Linked DNA regions of Mus musculus: region 2 is linked to region 1. Evidence: chromatin contacts called from public HiChIP or PLAC-seq data. All regions are on one chromosome and are shown on one strand. Each heading gives the region's core, a stretch centred on a gene start, on an enhancer-like site or on the middle of the called end of the contact. The rest is flanking DNA. Distances are from core to core; before and after follow the strand shown.

Region 1 (2,700 bases), core at 196-2,695:
CTCTCCGGCAACATGTATTTTATTTAATGAGTGATCTGTCTTTATATATACCAGAAAAAGCAATCAGATCCCATTATAGATGTGAGCCACGATGCAGTTGCAGGGAATTGAACTCAGGACCTCTGGAAGAGCAGTCAAGTGCTCTTAACTGCTGAGCCATCTCTCCAGCCCATATTTAGATTTGTTCATTTTTATTTCATGTGTGCTTTGTTTCTGTGCACCACATGCATACCTGGTGCCTGTAGAGAACAGAAGAGCTCATCAAATACCGCAGAACGATCCCAGACGATTCCGAGTGACCGTGTGGTGTTGGGGCTCAAACCCTGGTTCTCTGGAAGAGCAGTCCTCTCATCTGCTGAGCCATCTCTCCAGCCCATAAACAAAAACGTAAAAGAAAGAAAAGACCTGTTCCGGTCAGACCAGAATTATGATGGCTAGGATGCCCCGTCTTGTATCTTGAAATGCAGTGGACATGCCTGCTCTATAAGGTCTCCATACACTTTAAGACCCTTTTTTTTTCTTCTGCAAGTCGATGGGTCTAGATACCCAAGATAGTCTCGAACCTGGGCTGTAGAGTGCTTGCCTAGTATGCTCAGACCCCCGGTTTCCATTCCCCAGTGCTATTAAAACAAAAACAAAAAACAAAAAATTGGGCTTTGTGGCACATGATTGTAGTCCTGCACTCAGGAGTCAGAGGCAGGACGATCAGGAGTCGAAGGTCAGCCTTGGCTATGTTTTTGAGGCCAGCCTGGGCTATAGACTCCAAATCAAATCAAATTTATTCCAGATGATTCGGGGGAAAGACTCAGCCACAGCTGTCCAGCTCTTGAATCCTCTCATAGAGTGCAGAAATCAGTTCTTGGTACGGAGGCTGGGTGCATATCCTACGATGCCCAGCAGAGGGCAACCGACTCTTGCGATCTGTTTTTACAGCTTTGGATCTAGGCCGAGACTGAACTCGTGATCTGGGATGCAAGAGGTGTGGAGCCGGCATAGTAAATAGCTCGGTTTAAGGGACGTCTCTGCTGTGTTTCAGTCTCCCACGCTTAGGTCTCCGAGGTGTCACTGTCCTATGTGTTCTGTTGTCCCGACGTGAATCTCTAAGTTTATAGGTAGACTTTCCGAAAGAAGAGCCAGTGAAATGGTTCAGCGGAGACTGTCCTGACACCTTCCCTTTGTGTGTGTGTGTTGTGAGGAAGGGCAGGGGGTGCGGGGCAGGGCGCGGGGGTGCTGGGGGATCCCTGGCATCCTCTGGCTCTGCGCAGACCCAGTTGAAAAGAAACTTAGGTTCCTTCACCCTGAACTCCCTCTGCGTGTACAGGGATCCTACTGCTCTCCGCCTCTCCGGGGGTGGGGGTTGGGGGGACGGAGGGGGCGAGGTGAGGAGGGAGGGAAGGGGAGGGGAGGGAGGTGACTGATCCTCTGAAAGGGAATCCGGAAGCCCTTGGCTGGCTTCAGCAGGTTGCTAAGGAACAGGAGGCCTCAGGGGTGCTCTGCAGGTGAGTTGGATCCCTTGCCAGCTGTCTGCTTCGCAGTTTCTGTTCCCCCTTGAGCACCGGGGTGGGGGTGGGGGGAAAAGGGGGGTGCAGCTGGTTACCCAGATCTACCACCTACTTCTGTAACAAACTCAGCACCTGTCTCAGGCTGACAAGGGCCCAGATGGGACAATGGGTTTACTGCAGCTCCGGTCTTCCCAAGTCTAAGGGTTTTTTTTCTCATGAGTGGCTGTCTCTCCCATCTCTGTGTGGGCTGGGCTTTAGTTTTATGTAGGTAGTGGTTAAACCAGGGCCTTATGCATGCTAAACAAACACTCTGTCGCTAAGCCACACCCACAGTCTAAAGGCAGGTGGATGTTGTTGTTGTTGTTTTTGGGCATGTTGGCACACAACTTCACTTCCAGTACTTGGGAGATAGGATGACAGATCTGTGAGTTCAAGGTTGGCCTGGTCTGCATAGCCAATGTTAAGCCATCCAGGAATGCATAGTGAGACCCTTCCTCAAAACAGAAGTTATTCTTTGAGAGTTTCATTGGTGTGTATAGTGTTATTTTGGTCACCCTCTCATCTGTCTCCCACTCCCTGAACCACATCTTCCAAAGAAAAATCCCCTTGGCTTCGTGGGGGGGGGGGGAGGGGAGGGGAGAGGGAGGCAGAGAGAAAGAGAGAGACAGAGACAGAGAGACAGAGAGACACTCAGGAGCCAGGGTTTCAGCCCTCGTCCAGAAGCAAAGTAGACACTCGCTCAGAACTGCAAACACAATGATACTCTCCTTGTCACTGTGGTTGAAATGGGGACAGATAAACTCTGGTTCAAGTTACCACCTGTCGCTCCTCAGGTGTCATTGTGGATGAGAGTTCTTAACTGTCACTTTCATCAAGCTAGAACCTGGGAGAAATGGCTGGGTGACCGAGTCCTTGTGTCCCACACTGCAGGGAGCTCAGACCACCACGGGGCACCAAAGAGATGGGCACAGAGGAAACTGTGCCCAGTGAGTGGACACTGAGAGGGTCCCATTGCCCAGTGCCCACCCAGTTGGAAGTACTGTCTATTCTGGGCCCCAGGAGAGTAATGGGGAGAGCTAGGGTCAAGGCAGGAACAGTGGGAGGGGAGGGGGTGTCATCTGGTCCAAACCTCTGCATCTGCACGCCCCCTGCCCCTCATCCCCCATCCTTAGATCTGCAGAGTCCAACCAAAGAACAG
Region 2 (2,700 bases), core at 17-2,516, 990 kb after region 1:
TCAGTGCTAAAGTGATCTAGATTCTGTCCCCAGAGGACACATACCCGTGTCTCCCTGAGCCCTGTGTGCGGTCGGGGATGAGTTCTGCTCGCTCCTCCTCCCAGCCCCTGGTTCACCCTCCTCAGACTCCTGTCGAGGCCAGGACCTCCCAGCCTTGATGTGGTGACCTGTTTACACCAGGTGCCTGCTGAGAGCAGTGTAGCTCAGCATCTTTGAAGTTCCTGGTAATATCTTGTTGTCAAGAGATTCTAGATCAGCCCCAATCACCCCTGGGTCCACAAAGGTCAAGTGTGATCTCTGGTGTATCTCTGGATCTCTAGTGCACACACAGCAGCACTAGAGGTCCACCTTAGCAGTGACTATTGACCCCGGGTGGGCTTTGGTTTGCTGTCTCCTTAACGCGCTGCACTCCCTAGATATGAAATTCTGCACCCCCCCCCCCCCCCTGTGAAGGAGCAGCGAGCACTTTCTTTGCTGGATTGATTTTGTCTTTGTGAAGTCAGCCAATGAATGAAGGAGAGTAGTTAGCCCTCCTTGTAGTAAGACCTGTCTCAAACCCTGGTTCTTCCCTGTTCCTGATGTGGGTCCTTGAACTCCTCTCTGCCCATCTCGGGGTCTTGCTTTGCCAAGTCTGGACAACACCCATCTGGGCAATTGGGTGACAGTGGGCAGAAATCACCAGGTGGTCCTGTTAAAATGCAGATTCTGGCTCCCCAAGTCCATTGTGGAGCTCAAGAGTCTGCATTACCAGGGATCTCTCCGAGAAGGAACAAGAACGCAGAGTGCACCACTGAGCGTCCTCAAATGTCAGCGAGGCACCCCTCTGCGTCCGTGCTGTCCTGTCAGAACCACGGACAGCGTCCCGGGGTCACCGCAACGACCCCTGCCCCGGGCCTGTTCGCCGGGCTCACCGTGGACCGTAGGGTCTTCGCCGTAATCATCGTCTCCTACAACCGCTTCGGCCATAGCGCGCCTCATGGCCGGCCCTGGCCGGGTCACCGTGTCGCTGCGTAGGTCCACCACGTGGGCTGGGACCCCCGCCCAATTCCTAGACCACTGAGCCCAGGGCACCCTGAGCCCCGGGACCGTGGCCCGGAACAGGCTGCGTAGCATGGCGGCCCGGAACAGGCTGCATAGCATGGCTGTGGCACTCGTCTTTCTCGGCCGCAGGAGCGGAGGACAGTCTCTTCCGTGCCAGCGGGGAACCCGTGTAACTGGACTCTTCTGACCCCGCGCGGACCTGAACTGGGCAAGCCCGGGGCACTATGGGAATTGTAGTCCTCTCTGGAGTTTTATACATTATTCGAGCCCCGCAGCATGCTGAGAGTTGTAGTTTTTGTGTTCCGTTGTTCCAAAGGCTAGGAGATTTTGGAATGACAGTTCCTTACTTTGCTGAGTGGGAAACAAAGCTGAGGTCCGGGGATTTTAGCGTGTACATGGTACTGCTCGTGGCACTGCAGATTTAACTTAATTAAGCGTCTCAGCCACTCTGGGAAACACCTGGGTGTTTGGGAATGGAACTCAGGTTCTCTTCATAATCAGTTCCATGCCTCTGAGCCACCTCTCCAGTCCCTCACGGTCCTCATTTTACACCCGAGGAAACAGGCTGCAGACACTGATGTGAAGTCCAGGAATCAAGTATGGTACCGTGTTGCCCATAAACAGTAGCTTTCAACCACTGGAGTCTTTTTAATTTTTCTCCTTAAAAATTAGTTCTGGCCGGGCAGTGGTGGCGCACGCCTTTAATCACAGCACTTGGGAGGCAGAGGCAGGCGGATTTCTGAGTTCGAGGCCAGCCTGGTTTACAAAGTGAGTTCCAGGACAGCCAGGGCTACACAGAGAAACCTTGTCTCAAAACAAACAAACAAACAACAAAATTAGTTCTGAACTCACTGGGTAACCTAGTTGACCTTGAACATCTGACCGTCCTGCTTGGGAATTCAAGTGTGTGCCACCATGCCCAGTTTACGCTGTGCTGGGAACTAGATTTAGGGCTTTGTAAGTGCTAGGCAAGCATGCTACCAAATGGGATACATTCCCCCTCCCTCCTCTCCCCTCCTCCTCCTCCTTCCCCCTCCCCTTCCCCTCTCCTCTCCCCAAATTCTTCTTTTAAATGAATTTAAAGCTGGGAGGTGGTGGCACACACCTTTAATTCCAGCACTGGGGAGGCAGAGGTAGGCGGATCTCTGAATTCGAGGCCAGCCTGGTCCACAGAGTTCCAGGACAATCAAGGCTACACAGAGACCCTGTATGGGGGGGGGGGGAGATTTAAAACTTTAAAAATCATATGTGTGGGGTGGGGAGTAGATACACATGAGTGTAGTTACCTACTGGGGCCAGAAGAGGGCGCTGGACAACCTGGAGCTAGAGTTACAGAGTCTCCAAGAGACTGTATGGGTTTGTGTCTGCCATCTCTCTAGGACATATGGGAAACGGAGTTTTGGAGGTATCTAGAAATCTTTCTTTTTCCTATACCATTGGCTTGGAGAGACAAGGTGCTTCCATGGAAGTCATGCCCAAGAGCCCTGTGACAGAGCACCTAGCTAGTAAGCATGTGATCCTTAGATTGATTCCTCAGTACTGCAAAAGGCAGGCATGGTGGCTCATGCCTGTAATCTCAGTCCTTTGGGGCGGGGTGGGGTTGGGGGAGGCGGGAGGATATTTGAGACTTTCAGGCCAATCTGTACTAAAGTGAGACTC

What was found. HiChIP or PLAC-seq counts read pairs in DNA pulled down with a chosen protein or histone mark.
Region 2: a contact with region 1 is called in an HNF4G HiChIP or PLAC-seq map of pancreatic cancer cells. The contact joins the promoter of Tha1 here to the enhancer-like site in region 1. A contact is called at or near these places in 5 of 39 promoter capture datasets (hematopoietic stem and progenitor cells, hippocampal neurons, liver and 1 more), 1 of 115 datasets of contacts at active chromatin or transcription factors (pancreatic cancer cells) and 1 of 9 other capture datasets (pancreatic islet).

Annotation. Positions count from the first base shown.
Region 1 is chr11:116,884,511-116,887,210 of GRCm38.p6, forward strand. No RefSeq gene overlaps it. Among named protein-coding and RNA genes, the nearest start is that of Mfsd11, 32 kb to the left of the region's middle. Within about 2 kb of position 1,446, at least 85 of the 459 cell types and tissues checked have an H3K27ac peak or open chromatin away from gene starts, as enhancers often do. A contact at or near this core is called in pancreatic cancer cells and pancreatic islet, where this site is marked.
Region 2 is chr11:117,872,260-117,874,959 of GRCm38.p6, forward strand. It overlaps Tha1 (threonine aldolase 1), which reads right to left and starts at 1,267. Exons shown (of 7, transcript NM_027919.4): 1 at 912-1,267. The coding sequence starts at 1,140. All of the region lies in intron 2 of Gm11725 (a long non-coding RNA gene), which reads left to right.